Regions from separate parts of the Drosophila melanogaster genome. Here region 2 is linked to region 1. Evidence: chromatin contacts called from public Hi-C data. All regions are on one chromosome and are shown on one strand. Each heading gives the region's core, a stretch centred on a gene start, on an enhancer-like site or on the middle of the called end of the contact. The rest is flanking DNA. Distances are from core to core; before and after follow the strand shown.

The links. A called contact is a pair of places that touch in the nucleus more often than the background predicts.
Region 2: a Hi-C map of the Kc167 cell line shows a contact between it and region 1, with 5 times the contacts expected there. The contact joins the promoter of CG1927 here to the promoter of CG8001 in region 1. A contact is called at or near these places in 11 of 107 Hi-C or Micro-C datasets (the Kc167 cell line, the PNm cell line, embryo and 5 more).

Annotation. Positions count from the first base shown.
Region 1 is chr3L:1,753,104-1,761,066 of dm6, forward strand. It overlaps CG8001, which reads left to right and starts at 3,056. Exons shown (of 6, transcript NM_139400.2): 1 at 3,056-3,433; 2 at 3,509-4,100; 3 at 4,204-5,043; 4 at 5,104-5,246; 5 at 5,311-5,551; 6 at 5,613-6,105. The coding sequence starts at 3,324. The coding sequence ends at 5,933. It overlaps Cht2 (Chitinase 2), which reads right to left and starts at 2,831. Exons shown (of 5, transcript NM_001274353.1): 1 at 2,484-2,831; 2 at 1,134-1,257; 3 at 898-1,062; 4 at 335-840; 5 at 1-207. The coding sequence starts at 1,239. Dhc62B (Dynein heavy chain at 62B) reads right to left here. Exons shown (of 9, transcript NM_206236.3): 7 at 7,838-7,963; 8 at 7,455-7,774; 9 at 6,069-7,385. The coding sequence ends at 6,156.
Region 2 is chr3L:1,967,300-1,975,262 of dm6, forward strand. It overlaps CG1927, which reads right to left and starts at 2,780. Exons shown (of 3, transcript NM_139427.4): 1 at 2,301-2,780; 2 at 1-203. The coding sequence starts at 2,318. CG11815 reads right to left here and starts at 3,901. Exons shown (of 1, transcript NM_139428.3): 1 at 2,892-3,901. The coding sequence starts at 3,831. The coding sequence ends at 2,980. acs (arcus) reads left to right here and starts at 4,339. Exons shown (of 9, transcript NM_139429.2): 1 at 4,339-4,522; 2 at 4,775-4,900; 3 at 4,964-5,114; 4 at 5,178-5,299; 5 at 5,739-5,965; 6 at 6,040-6,170; 7 at 6,237-6,415; 8 at 6,473-6,645; 9 at 6,702-6,986. The coding sequence starts at 4,518. The coding sequence ends at 6,943.

The DNA of each region.
Region 1 (7,963 bases), core at 1,806-4,305:
GGTCTGGTTGCTCAGTGTCTGGCAGATCTCGTTGTAGCCCAGGAAGCCGTCCTCCCGCGTGTAGGGTCCCTTGAAGCCTACGCCTTCGCTGACGTCGTTCAGGAATCCACTGGCCAACGTCTTGAAGGTGCGTCCGTAGAAGGGCAGGCCCATCACCAGCTTCTCCGGCGGGGCGCCCAGTTTCAGCAGGTAGTCAATGGAGAATTTCTGTAAAAGTAAAGGAAAAGAGTTAATGATATTCCTCTCTCTCTGCTTCCTGATTATCAATTTTACGTAATCTAGGGTATAGGGTATCGGGCATTTATTCCAGGAATTGGTACCCAGGTGCACTTACCACACTCAGCGGATCATCCGCGGGCGCCGTGAGCGGAGCATTGTAACCAACTCGGCGGTCCCAGCTGCCGTGGTAGTCGTAGCACATGATGTGCAGGTAGTCCAAGTAACGCGAGATCTGCCGCACGTCATAGGCCTCGTCGATCACCTTCTTGGAGGCTCCGATGGCGGAGGTCAGCAGCAGGCCGTGCTCGTCGAACTCCTCGCGCAGCTCCTTGGTCAGCAGAACGAAGTTCTCGCGATCCGCGGGCTTGCCCTTCCGCTGCGTGGGATACTCCCAGTCGAGATCCAGCCCGTCGAAGTTGTACTTGCGTATGAAACTGGACACCTGCTTGACGAACCTGCCGCGCAGCAGATTGTTGGCCACCAGGGTGGAGTAGTTGGCCGATCCCTCGTTCCAGCCGCCGATGGCCAGGCTGACCTTCAGATGCGGATGGCTGCGCTTCAGACCCGTCATTTTCTCGTAGCCACCCTTGCCGTACTCCTCCTTTAGGTCCTGCCAGGGATCTGCAATCAGCAATGTTTTAAATTTGCATATGGCCATAAATCGAACCGGAAACTCACCCAACGACTTGATGGCTGCCTGGGTGATGTCCAGGCCGGCAAAGGCGTACACCACATGGGTGCACAAATTGGGGTCGAAGTTCTCGATGGCATAGGCACCCTGCTCCGGCCGGTAAACAGCCCATGTGGAAACGTAGCAAACCACCACCTTGTCGTGCAGGGGTCCTGCGAATAGAAAACGTAGGACAATCAGCGGTGAGCCACCCCTTTGTGGTTAAGCCGAGCGTAAGACTCACCTGTCCTGGCGGCCACCGAAGCCCACAAGCTGCTCGCAGTGGAGGCCAGGAGGAGGAGCAGCCACAGCTGCGGTGCTTCCCCACTAAGTCTGCTCCTCAGCGTCATCTGTTGCGGATTGGTTTTCTGGTGAAGACGAACCGGAATCGAGAATGGAGAATGGAGAATGAAGAATCGAGTTAAGTGCTTTGCGTGCAACTTTGTTGTGACAATTTATAATTTCAATTCAGCTCAATTGGCGTCTTAATTGAACGGGAAAAGTGAAAGGCACAAGAAGCGACCCATGTAGTCAGAAAAGTGCCAGGCATTCCAAAGTCAATGTCTGGGTCTAAAAGGTAGCTGCAGTTTATTATTTATAGGTATTTGTTCACCTTTTGTGCATCAAACTAATCGTTAGTTGTTTGGGTTTATAATAATAATCGATTTGTATTCTAGAGGCTAAACAAACTACACTGCACCATTTGTTTTGCTAAACGAAACGTTAAAGTTTTTCAACATTTGTGGAAGAACTATGCATAGTGAGTCACACAGATCGTTTACTTCAGAAATCGAAATCAAGACGAATGTAATCAAAGAATCTGCTTTGTTCCCTCCAGTTCAAGTCATATTCGAGTGGGTAGTCCAACCTGATTCTCAACTTTCGCCAGTGCGACCTTAAGAAGCTGACCAGCGAATCTTGTTGCATCGTCCAGAACCGTGAATCATGCTGCCCGCAGCTCCAGAGCGTAACTTATTATCTTTTCGGAGGCGAAACAAGTTAGCCTTGATATCTCGGGTCTGATAACAATCGGCATGAATAGGCACTTAAGATTTGGTAATGTGGCGAGACCTGGAAAATAGGAAGTGCGCACCGAGGAATGGGCGGAAAACCAAGCTCAGAGCGGTTTCACTTTCCGCCTTTTTCCCCCAAACTTATGCATATTTATTTTTTTTATTGGATTTTGCTGCTCAGCTTGCCCCTGGCAAACCGGAATTCGCCGTTCATCACGAGATTAGAGGCGAGTCGAAAAAACGCGGGTACGAAATCGAAATCGAAAAGTAGAGGAAAAAATCCAGGCCGCGAACCCGAGAACAAACATCACTTGGGGCGGAGATGGGCTCTCAGATGGATTGCTGGCCATTTTCGCACTTGGCGGCTGCGCATGCGCAGCAGAGGAAGTGGGAAGCCACTTAACCAGCACACAGGCACACTCACAGACGAGCTAAGAAACCATCGGGTGACATAAAAACAAGTACATTCACTGTGCTCCCTGGTAAGTAGCTGCACATAGGGCACATATGTGGAACCGTCAACGTGCCCAGCGTATCGAGTTCATATCGCTGGCTCTCCGCACCATGTTTCATTTCATTACCCGATCTGGAGTTGTTTTTCCGCTTTAGCGACCACGAAACTCTTAGCACCGCCCTCGAAGCCAGCTCGCTTATAACTGAACTCGTCTCTCCGTCTTCGGTCTCATGCGTATATAATCGGCTCCGTCGCAGCTCTGTGGAGCCACTCAAGCCGAACCCGATCCACCGGCCCAACCACATGCCACTCTCAGCGAAGTCATCCAAGAGGCGAAATGCCAAGGTGTTGGAGCGGGGAAGTAGTCGTGCTCAGCATAAAGCCAACAGAGAAGAACAACGAACTAAAAAGGTTCGAAGAGATGGCTTGCTAAGTGTGAATACCATTGAAGAGACCTGCCATGCTTGTTGAAAATAAATATATTTATAACTATAATTTAAGAGTATACATTAAATATAGTATAATCAAATATGGGGGTGCAATTTCTTGCTTATTTGGATACTCTATATACGAGTTTCTCTAAGAAAAAGAGTTTCCAACTTCCCTACTAGAATCTAGAAAATGCACATCTACTATGCCTTGAGTTTGTTTTCTTCTTTCGTTTATATTGAAAGCAAGGCATTTCTACAGTTCACCAAGCCTCGTGTGGGAGGGAAGTCACTGATCGTATTTAAAGGCTGAAGCCACACATCTTAGGCGTAAGCAGGATTATACTCCATCCACAGACTTTCAAACTGGCCGATAAGTCGCGCCAAAGCTATCGGTCAATCGGGCTTTTGCGCGTGAGGCAAGTGCCATCTCTGCTAGTTGGACGTAAACAACGTAAAATCGGGAAATTAGGGAAAGTCCAGCGGGGCGGGAAAGAAGGCAGATTCTGATCTGAGATTGTAGACGTGCTCCACCGGCGATGGACGTGGAGGATTCCGTGGCGAGCGGAGCGGCATCCGCCTGCAAGCGCCAAAAGCGAAACACAGATTCCCAGAACGATGGCGAGCCTGAAGACGCGGCGCAGATTGGGTAAGTGTTGTGTCTTGGGTTGAGCATGCTCTGCGGCTTGGATAATCCATTGATTTTTCGCCCGTGGGGAACCAGTGAGGAGAACACTGTCGCCGAAAGCCAGCCTTTAATTAACTTCGACACAATTGTCACTCACAACAATAACGGAGAGAGCGATATGGAGGGCAAGGAAAACCAGCTCCAGGATGAGAGCGAGCAGTCCGAGGAGCATCTTGCTAATAAAGTTGGACCTGAGGAGCTGCCGGAAATAGAACAGGCAGGCTCCTCCAATTTAGCGCATCAATTATCCCCGGAAGCAGCCTCCACCGTGCTGGCTTCTGATGAGCCAGATGCTTCCACCGGTGTCATCGAGCCTAGCGACAGCGAAGACTATCCACCTACTTCACCGACGCCAATTGAAGCTTCCGAAGCGGTCAGTTCACCCCGCTTCAATCCACGCAACATACCACCCACGCGCTCCTATCGCCGTATCAGCATAGAGCTAGTGGGCTCCTACTCGGACACAAGCGATTCAGAAGAACATGAGCTGGAGGAGGGGACCGAGCACGCAGAAGAGTACAGCGATGATGCGCCTGAACCGCATATAGCCGAGTCCGCTGACGACAGTTCCTCCAACGACGACATGGGACCCTATTCTCTTTCCAGTGAAGATGAAACAACCACAGAGGTAAGTTGTTAAGCCTTAAGTGATGGTAAGAAGGGTAGATCATGAGGTTACAAAATTAAGCTTTTAGGGATAAGTTGAGCTTCTTATAAATCCTTGCTAACAGGTTGAGAACTTGCAGGACGAGGTGGAGTTTAACGAGGACATCAACCCCGCTGACCGCGAGAAAGTAGACTACGCCGTTAATCAGGTGATGTGCAAGTGCAAGCCCAAATACACTTGGAACTACGATCAGGAGCTGTTGCAAAGGGAGCACAACATAATCAACCGGATTGACTGGCGTGGCGGCCACACTTCGGCCTCTAGCTTCGGCCAGGGCTACTACGGTTCCCGCCAAGTTGTGGAACAAATGACGCTGCTCAGTTCGCTAAACGTCCACCACGGCTGCGTCAACTCCCTGAACTTCAATCGGGCAGGCGACTTGATTTGCTCCGGCTCCGATGATCTCACCATCGTCGTCTGGGATTGGGCGAAAGAAAAGCAGCTGCACCGCTTTCGTTCCGGCCACAACATGAACATATTCCAGACAAAGTTTATTGACAGCGCCGGCTGCTTGGACATCGTGTCCTCCAGCCGTGATGGCCAGGTGCGCCGGTCCGTCATTCCGCCCTCCGGAGGCGTCATAAAGCCCATCCGTCTGTACACACACAGCGAGTCCGTTCACAAGATCATCGTGGTGCCCCACAGCCGCCACGAGCTGATGAGCGCCGGCGAGGATGCAGCTGTTAAGCACTTTGATTTGCGAGCCAGCAACGCTGCCACCACGATGATGCGTTGCGTGTACAACGACGAAAATGAGCGTGGCCGGGTGCGCCTATTCAGCATCGCTCATCATCCTTACGCGCCCGAGTTCTGCGTCAGTGGATCCGACGACATTTTGCGCGTCTACGACAAGCGCAACCTAGCGAAGGCAATCCACCAGATGGCCCCTAGGAATTTGCTCGAAGTAAGCATGTGCCGCGACCCAGGCCAGGCAGTCTAATCTCTGTTTTCTTCTCGTGTCCAGGCCCAGATCACGCAAATTACTTGCGCTGTGTATAACCACAGCGGCAGCGAAATCCTAGCCTCATACAGCGATGCGGGTATTTACCTGTTCGACAGTCGGAACTACAACAGAGGCGACTATTTGCACTGCTATAAGGGTCACATGTAAGTAAGCCCTGTTTCCCCCAATGTTCTGACACTGACAAATATCATCTCCTCTTTCCCACAGCAACAGCCGCACCATAAAGGGTGTGAACTTCTTTGGACCCAGATCGGAGTATATAGTAAGCGGCAGCGACTGCGGAAATATATTCTTCTGGGATAAAAACACGGAGGCGATTATCAACTACATGAAGGGCGACCACGTCGGCGTAGTCAACTGTCTGGAACCGCATCCCTGGATGCCGGTGCTGGCCACCTCTGGACTAGAGCACGACGTCAAGATCTGGACACCACAGGGACCTGAAAGGGTAGGGTCAACACAAAAATGGGTACAAGCTTAATGTATGTAATGAAATCCACTCTCCGCAGAAACTCCCCGAGGATTTACTGAAGCAGACGCTGCAGCGCAATTTCAGGTGCAACATTGTGGAGAGTATTGACCTCGACATCAACAATTTCCAGTACTTTATACGCGGCTTCCTGCAGGGCTCCGGAGCATCGCATCTGCGTCAGAGACATACGTCTTCGCTAGGTCATCAAATGCGGGACAACAGCTCCAGCCGCAGCAACGGCTCGAATGCTTCCAACCCGACTTCCCACCGGCGCAACAGCAACAGCTCCGACGACACAAACGACGAGGGAGCAGACGCCGACGCTGCGCTGGACACGCTGCACTGCCGCACGCAGTAAGCACTCCCCGAGGTGCCGTAGACGGGCTTCGAAAGCAGTCCTCGGCGATTATATAATTTTCGATATTTTAACTATGTTAGAAAGCGTTTCTGAAGCTGTGAATTTGTAACCGTAACACATAAGTGCGCATATTTTATTTTTAAACAAGGTTTAATAAATGCTCATTGAGAATAATTTCGCGTCAAATACTTTTATAATACTTTTTTGGGCTCCCAATAGAGCTCAGTCGCTGGTCTGGCAGATGAGAGCCACGCTCCGCTTGACCCAGTGGGATGCCTTAACATGCGTGTTCAACAGCAGAGGGACCACGTAGTTTGTGGAGTGACCTGTCGTGGACAGCGTTCCCTTGCGCTCCGCGGTCTTGTAGAGCGGGCAGCGGTAGCGGGAGCCCTCGACGACATCGACGAGCCCGACAGGTCGGAAAAAGATCACGGGCATGGCATAGATGAGCACCTTGGGGAACTGCTCTACTAGCGTGTTCTCTCGCCACTCCCAGCGGGCGCCCTCCAGGTACAGTCCGTTGCAGTACACCCCGTCGTCCGGAGGCGAAGTCTTTGTCTCCACCTTGAGCACATCGTAGTCAAAGGTCAGCGTGTCGATGGGGATCTTGTACTTTCGGGCAAAGTTCTGCATGGCGCCCGTGAGGAAGGCCTGCGTGAAGAAGAATCCAGACAGCCAGAAGGTTGGTGGCTTGCCGTGGTGATGCCAGTCGTGGAGCCAGTTGAGGCGCTTGTACAGATCCTGGACGTAGGAGCCAAGTGGCTTCAGGCAGGGGTACGACTTGGACATCCACTTGGTCGGGATGCGGTTGAATTTCATAGCCGTCATTACGTTCTCCAGGTCTGGAGTCATCACGATGATGCCCTTGATTCCCATAGCCAAATCTCGACAGGTGGTACGGATCTCCTTCTGCAACTTGAGAAAGCGTTCCATCTCCTGCACCACCACTGTGTTCATGGACTCATTGTAGTCTACTGGGTACTTCTCTGCCGCTGCCTCGATGTCCATATCAGCCGGCATTTCGCGCTCGATTTGCTTGATTGTATCCAGGATTACCTGCTCCACACTAACTCCTGCGCCGGCGGATCCCGCTGCCTCGCTGCCCAGTAAAAGGATCATCGAGTCGAGCAGCGTCTTGGTCGTCTGCAGATCCCTTGTTATGCCGGAGTTGGCATGCAGGCCGTAGACCTCGGGTGGCGCCAGCGAAGGAAGGTTCTCGTCCAGATACCGCAGGATCTCGCGGTGCTCCGTCTTTCGGGGCAGGATGTAGCGATCGTCGCTGGCAAACCTATAGCGATTGTCGGTGACCGCCTGGGCATTGCAAAAGTCCGCCAAGATCGTCACGATTAGCCGGCGATCCCAGTTGTCCGTGACCCTTCCGCCGTAGTTGCACTCGCTGGTCAAATACGAGATGGCGTCGTAGGGCACGTGGTCATACTGGTTGAGCAGCATCTAAAGGGAGCACGATGACATACATACATATGTAAATACACTAGACACTGATATCCATATCAAACTTACGCTCAGCTGCAGCACCGAGATCTGCAGATCGGACTCGTTGAATCCGTAGGCTATGTTCCAACCCAGTGGACCGTACTTGCGCCGCTCCTGGACAACAGCATGGAAGAAGCAAATGCCGTAGAGCAGCCGTGTGAATGCGCGATCCTGTTTGGCACAGCCCGTGTAGAACTCGTAGTCGTTAATGGGCTCCGAGTTGTAGGAGCGCATCAGATTCTCCTTGAGTCCGGTTGGCGGTTCGTTGGTCATTTTGACGCCGTTCTGCAGGATGGTCACCGGGAACTGTGGCGTTGGATAGGCGGTTAGCCAGATGCGGAAGTTGGCTGCAATGAAGGGATTCGGTACTTAGGACTTTATAGCTTAGATATGCATTGGATGACACTCACGCGTGGTGTTGAATGTGTCCATGTTCTCCCAGAGATATTCCAGGTAGGGCATCCAGGAAGCGGCTAAGTGGCAGTTCTGCAGGCACACCCAGTAGCCCATCTCCTGAGCATTCTTGATCAGAGCCG
Region 2 (7,963 bases), core at 1,530-4,029, 210 kb after region 1:
ACCGTATTGGCCAGCTCGTCGTCTACCTCATCGCATATGGTTCCGCGGAGATAGTGCTTGGGTACATGGAAATTCGTGTGTTTGCGGAAGTGAACCTTGGTCACCTGGTCGTGGATCGGTTCACCGGTCTCCTCATCGAAGGCCGGTCTATTAACGCGGACGGTGTCTGTGTAGAAGTACTCCAACTCACCCGTTTCGCAGTTCTGTCGGAGATTGGATCGAATCAGATAATATAGTGTTAAGAGAGTGGTCTAAGAGAGCGGTCTAAGAGAGAGCGAAAGAGAGCGCTGGGCGGCACTCAAGAATCGCGTGATCGAGATTTTGTTGGTAATTTATGGGCCGAACCTGGTGGAATTTGCAAGTCAGATTTATAAAGCAAACATGCCTGAAGTTGATTAAAGGTTTTGAATCTACATTTCTATCTTCGAATGCCATTTAAAGCAGATGACTCTGTTCATCTATTGTCTGGCTTTCTAATGTGTTTTACGAACAGCGGGTATACAAGATTTAAGAGAGCTTCCCTTACACATTTCTCTTGAGCTCTCTTTGCCACATTTATATTGTTTATGAAATGTTATCGGAGGTCGGCGGGCGACGAACAAGAAGCAGACGCCAGTCACAGAAATGTGTTTATATATCCCGAAAATAGAATCACGTACGCCTATTCTGATAACATCGCCAGATCGTACACCAGGGCGTATGAATAATGAACCGCTTGCGACACCTGAGATTACCACTACTATTACTAGGCACTAATGCATCCCACCCGACTTCTTACCACGAACATGGCTACTTCGGTACTGAAAACTAGACCCCCAAAAACCCACGAAGGCGAACAGAGCCAGAAACTCAAGTATCACTTATCAGTTGCGGCTGGAAGTCGGGCCGATCGACAGACGCCGCCTTCTTATCGGTTCTATAAAATAGGGCGTGGAAATCGAGGGGGGGGGGGCAACTCCGCCCCCTTAGTCTATTAAGGTGCAATTAATGCTTATGGACGGCAGAAAATTGTAAATTGCACATGCAATTACAGACTTTTTCACTCAATTTCACAGTCCTTTGTTTTTGCCATAGTGACACTAATAACTTGAGTTGCATAAGCACCGACCGGTTTGCGTGTCCAATGTGATTTGATCAGAACACATATAATACAAACTGATGGGGCTAAATTGATAATCTCCCTGATCTCTGATTGGCAATCGAATAAATTGAGTTATTGAGTTATATCGAAACTACTTTGTATCAAACAGAGACTGACATTTAATCGAACCTTAGCTTGACAACCTGTGGGCATTATGTTCCCAAGATCACGAAGGCAATTAAACACAATCGCTGTCGATTTGTACTAAAACGTATATTCATATTAGATTATTATTATATTGGCACAGTGCAATACATTTAATTATCTTGCTGAACTTGATGGTGATCTTCAAATTTCTGGGAAAGTTACCACCAAAACTACGTGCAAGGCAAACTAAACTCTTTATAACTACTCCTAAAATATATAGAAGTACAGATAGCAAACCTATGATGAGTTGGTAGCATGATAAGTTGGCTACTCCCACTCGAGTTCAGATTATTTTTAAAGTCAAAACGCTTATCGAACAGCAAGACAAAATAAATAAAATACCTTACAATTGCTAGCTTGATAAGTAAATTGTTATTTGAGCCTGACAAATGCCTTCACTTGTTTCGTTCCCAAGTCGCTTGTTAAGTTCATAAACTGTATAATCCACATTTAACCGTGGGTTGTATAACACATTACATAGAAAAGGGTGGATTTTTATTTTCTCAGTGCTTTTCATGTTTTGGTCAAAAGCATGTATTTGAGCACCCCTCTTGATGACGTCCATCATAAACAAAGTTGACTTATGTCAACTGAATGTACTATGTACGGTGGTGAGCCCTTTTGAAAAAAAGACTGTAATGGCAGATAAGCGGTCGAACATAAAAACAAGGCCAGCTAATCAATGTGACTAGATAATCTACACTATATTTAGTTTATGAATTTGGCTATTGCGTTCTCTTTTCGGCTTACTGGAGTCACAGTTGGCTTAGTGCTGTAGTCTGTAATTAACTGAGTATGGGATTTGGCCCGGCATTTTATGGCACCTTAATTACAAGCCCGACATGAGCCGCAAAAAATCCTACAGATCCCACTCTTCTTTGTATATATATATGTATATTTGTTTTCCAACTAACCAAGATGGTTAACTGGTTTACAGATCGCAGCTTTCATAGTACATCTGGCTCTCTTTTCTCTTTTCCGTTTGGCACTTCTCTCCGCTTTTGGCACTTACCTTAATGGAATAACCCATGGCTGCTGTCTGGCTTATGGTTTATTTTCACAGTTATGTCGGCGTCTGGCTTTGTATTTATTTGTCAAAACTATTTTTCACGCGAACCACAAACAGAAACTCACACAAACAACGTATATCTGCGAATTTATATGCGAGTGTGTGTGTGTATATTTTGATCCACTGCAATCGGAATATTATATGGACGAGGAAACTGTGCTACGATGGATATTTCGAAACCGGTTAAGCGGTTCGCCAGTTGCCTTTGCTGTTTTTGCCCGTTTCATTTGCGGCTCGATTGTTGTGTTTATTTTGGTTGAGGGGCGACCTGTTGGCTTTTCGATGATTTGGGAGATCCGCAATTAAATTTGCATAGCCAATCGGTATAATGACTAAAAAAAAAACGTAGTTTCGATATCGGATTTTCACGCTTCTCTCGGCGAACTCGAACTTTTTCCACACACGCACACCGAACAACTGATTTCAATTCGTTGGGAGAGAAAATCGGATGGTGTGACCGCTAATATGCCACCAGTATATACCAGTTTTCGAAAGAGCTTTTTCAAAGCTCAACACACTAAAAATACTGGAATTAAACTACAATTCATTTATTAAGCTACCAAATAACGTACATTTTTGAACAATATTGTTCATTTTTCAAGAGTAACGCAGTCTGCTTTATTTAATCCTTTTTGTTGTCATCGCCTTCACACTTTCCTTCCTCCTTCTTTTGTTGCTCCTTCTTTTTGATGTCTTCTTCCTTCTTTTGGCACCAAGCTTTCAGTTCATCCTCGCTCATGTCCTGGACTTTCTTCTCCTTGGGCGAGGACTTGGCCTCCTTCTTTTCCTGCTCCTTCTTTTTGATGTCCTCTTCCTTTTTCTGGCACCAAGCCTTCAGTTCCTCCTCGCTCATGTCCTGGATTTTCTTCTCCTTGGGCGAGGACTTGGCCTCCTTCTTTTCCTGCTCCTTCTTTTTGATGTCCTCCTCCTTTTTCTTGCACCACTCCTTTAGCTCCTCCTCACTCATCTCCTGGAGACACTTCTCCTCGGCCGAAGATTTGGCCTTCTGGATTTTCTTGGCTTGGTTGGAGAGTATCGCATCGCACTCGCTTTCCAGCTTCTTCATGGTCTCCAGTTGGGCCTCGCCACACTCGGATTCTTCGTCGGCTTCGATGGATGCCTGTAGTCCTCCGTCCAATCGACGTTCGTCTCGTAACTCCACAGCCGTGACCGTGAGTTCCATAAATGAGAATCGATGATAGCCAAAGTAAGTTGGGTTCTTGTAGGGCAGCGCTTTGCCTGCTCCTGGTCCCAGCTTCTCATCCGGTCCACTGAACTGGCGGAAGGAAGAGGGTCTCACAAACGGCGGCACATCGATCCCATTGTGATCGACACTGGTCGGTTGGTAGCCCTCATCCGGTGGATCCTTTGGTGGGCGAGGGGTGTTCGATGGCTTGTTGCTCAACTTGGGCTTATCAGACAGGCGGCGAAGAATTACAGGTTTTATGAACAATCGAAGTGGATTCTTAGACATTTTCGGGAGCACTTTTGTTTTAAAGTAAATGTTTTTAAATTTTACTGTTGCTCAAAACAGGAGATGTCATTTTCAGAGGTTACTGTGTAAAATTGAAAATATACATCTCTACATCACGTATACGCCCTGATATCCTAAAGCTTTATTCTGTAAAGTAAAATGTAAGCTTTGTGTGGAAGTATCGACTAACTAGAAATGTTGAATTCAATGATGTCCAAGCTTTTGCCATAATATATTAGGTATAAAGAGTTTGATGATTGTCGATGAACTTTTCGGGAGGTTCAAACCGATCAGCAAACTGGTTAAGGCCTTCATTCTGGTTTTATTATTTCCACTTAAGAGTGCACATAATATTTTGGCATACATTTCGGATTGCTGCACTCCGGTTTCCCACGTTCCCCGCGAAGTCTTCTGATACGGCTGATTATCGTGCAATTATCTTTCCAAGATTATCAGCACGGTTTACGAACGAGAGGTGTTGAGCGGCTTCGACCGGGATCCGAAATTTAGTATCCGTCCGGTGGGCCAGGCACTCGGTTGAGTCCCCAAGAAATCTGGTTGGGCCGGGAATTCGCAATCACGAAACGATCTTTGTCTCTTTGGCGACTTAATTGCGTGTGATAAAAGATTTATACGCCCGCGAGCTCAAGTAGCTTTATCAAATACTCGGTCGCTACTTTATCGCTATGAAGTGAGTAGTCTTCGTATTCTTCTGGTTTCGAGATCGTAAAAAATAAGCTAACTGATGCGCAAACACAATAAATGACAAAACATTAGCCTCAACCAAATCCCGGTTAAGAAATTGTATATTTTTACGACCTTTAATTTTGAACCAACATCTTTTCTCGAGGAACCTCCTTGGCGCTTATTGTTTAACGACCCGAACCCATTTATCAATCAATCAATTCACCTCAAAAACAACTTTTAATTGCTCCCCCAACAGCGACGATATAAAAACCGTGACGGTTTACCCAACCACACTGGAATTAACGACCCCAACAAAATCAGCGAATGGCAGTAACGATGATTACGATCCTCATCAGCACCGCGAGCTGAAGAATCCCACTACGTAAGCATAGATTTTCAACAGTGCTGAGCTCAGAGAATCATTTTCAGGCCCCACTTTCCCCAGAAACTTTCAGACATTCGCCCACTTCCTGAAGGCTTCCGTGGGCACTGGCGTCCTGGCCATGCCCAGTGCCTTCGCACACGCAGGATATGTGAATGGCACCCTTCTCACGCTGATCATTGGATCGCTGGCCCTCTACTGCCTGCACATTTTGGTGGGTTTTTGGTGGGAGTCACATAGAAATTTCCTTACTTACTTATATATACTTGATTTACAGATCAAATGCATGTACATACTGTGCAAGCGGCAGCGGGTTCCCTACGTCAGCTTTTCGCAGGCCATGAATCTGGGACTCAAACAAGGTCCACCCTGGCTGCGTTGTTTGGCACCCATTGCCGTGTAAGTGAAGTAACTCGGCAAAACAACTGCTATCTATAACTTCCCTCTATATATTGATTAACTTTCTAAGTGCTTTTTAATGATTACTCAATTGGGTAATGAAAATCTTATCTTGTTGTTGATCAATAGATTTTCACTACGATTTATTGTATCTTTATCTTTACAATAGCACCCTAAAATATGGGGGCACATCCCAATAGTTTGTTTAGTAATTGGTTTACATCGCTTATCAATAATATCTTGAGGGTTTTTTTTATTCAATTACTTGCTTAAGTTGCGGAAGGTTTACCAATTTACATTTTAGCCAAGTGTTGAGTACCTATTGTGAAATTTGTTTCCTAGTGGCTTTAGCATTTAACTTAGGCATGAGGCATACTTACTTGTTTTATGTTTTATATATTGTATGTAAATCATATTTTATAGTGTTATTTTTCATCAGTCCCTTTGTAGATGGCTTCCTGGCCTTTTACCACTTCGGCATCTGTTGCGTCTACGTGGTTTTCATAGCGGAAAGCATAAAGCAGCTGGTGGATGAGTATCTGGTGGTCTGGGATGTGCGAATACACATGTGCATCATCATTGTGCCACTCCTGCTGATATATAGCATAAAGAATTTAAAGCTACTCGCGCCTTTTTCCAGTGCAGCAAATCTTTTGCTTCTAGTGGGTAAGTTTTTTGTTTAATTTGCATACTTTTTCTAAAAAGAAGTCATTAAGTTCCACTTTTTAATTTTTAACTAGGTTTCGGCATCATTTTGTACTACATCTTTGAGGAGCTACCACCCCTAAGTGAACGAGATCCTTTTGTGGCCGCCGGAAAGTTGCCCACCTTCTTTGGCACAGTGCTCTTTGCTCTGGAAGCAGTGGGAGTGGTAAGTCTTAAAAATAATAAACATATCATATATAATGCAATTTAATCATTTATCTTCTTTGAAAAGATCCTGGCAATTGAGGAGAATATGGCCACGCCCAAATCCTTTGTGGGCCCCTGTGGCATTTTGAATAGTGGCATGTCCATAGTGCTGGGCTTGTATGTTCTGCTCGGATTCTTTGGCTACTGGAAATATGGCAATGAGTCGGAGGGCAGTATTACACTGAATATTCCGCAGTCTGAAATGTGAGTTCTCAATGCTATTTAAGTGTTAGCCACTTAATGTTGAATTCCGCCTTTTAGACCCGCTCAGGTGGTAAAGGTATTCTTTGCCATCACCACTTGGATCTCATATGCCTTGCAGGGCTATGTGACTGCCCACATCCTGTGGGATAAATACTTGGCCAAGCGCTTCAAGGAAACCAGGCAGACATTCTATGAACTGATTTTCAGAGCCATAATCGTGCTGCTCACTTGTAAGGAAAGAAACATTTGATGAAATACTAGTTTTAATATGTTTATATATTTTTAGTTGGCTGCGCGGTTGCCATTCCGGATCTATCGGTCTTCCTCTCCCTGGTTGGCTCCTTTTGCCTTTCGATCCTGGGCCTCATCTTCCCCGTGCTACTCCAGATCTGCGTCCAGTACACCGAGGGCTATGGACCATTCCGGATAAAGTTGATCATCAATCTGCTGCTTTTGTGCTTTGGCATCTTTGGCGGAGTGGTGGGCACCTATGTTAGCATTTTGGACATCATTGCGGTGTACAAGTAAACTTCGAATTCGTTGTGGTTCAATAAACTCGACCTTAATTTACATTTGATGATGTGGCTAGAAGATTTATTGCAATTGGCCAATACACACACGCAGTAAACAATGTTGGCTTATGGCCTGCATAGTCGAACACATGCCAAAGTCATGCTGCCAAAGTAGACCAAATATTTTTAATTTTAATTAAAAGCTTAGCTCAGGTCTTGGCTCGGTTTGGTGGAAAATGTGCGGGGGGTGGAGGTGGTTAAAACGCAGTGCAGTCGGGAAAGCTGGCCAGTTGCAACGAACTGTAATTAAATGCAACCGCAATTAACACAAAAGCGCCGCAGGTCAGCAAGCCAGACACAGAACTCCACAACCTCCTTCCTTCGCAATCCAGCTGCATTTTATTTACAATGTTTTGCTCACAGGTTACTGACAACGCTTTCCTGCATCCTGCATCCTGCGTCCTGTCCTCTCCCCTCCCCCCGTCGACAACAATCCCCCCCTTCTACGGCAGGACCTCTTTGGCTGTCTTCTGCTGGCATGAAGGCCACAGAGTGCCGGACTGAGCCGCAATGACCGCCGGCCCTAAGAAGCCAGAGAGAAGCCAAATGGACAAACGACTGGCTGCCACAGCGAGGGCGGATCGAAAAGATCGGATTGAAATCATATAAAGTCGATTTCAAGTCTAGCTATTACATTAGTTTCTGCAAGCAAACTATCTTAAATTGAGCAGAAGTCATAAGTTATATCCTTTTGGCTCCTCTACTCCATAGTTTTACTTCTTATTCATTTATTAATGACCTTATATTTTATTAAGACTTCACAATCTTTTCTAGAGACCCCCGCTTTTGTCTACAGCCCCCCGCTTGCCATCCCCCCGAATGTGTTGAAATGTCGTTTGCTTTGTACGTTTAATTACTCTTTTGACGGAAATAACACAACATTCGTGTATTTGAAATTGGCAACAAGGAACTGCAACAGTCGGCAAGCAAGTAGCCCAGGGGGATGGGGTTTGGGAAAATGCATTTGAAAATACCG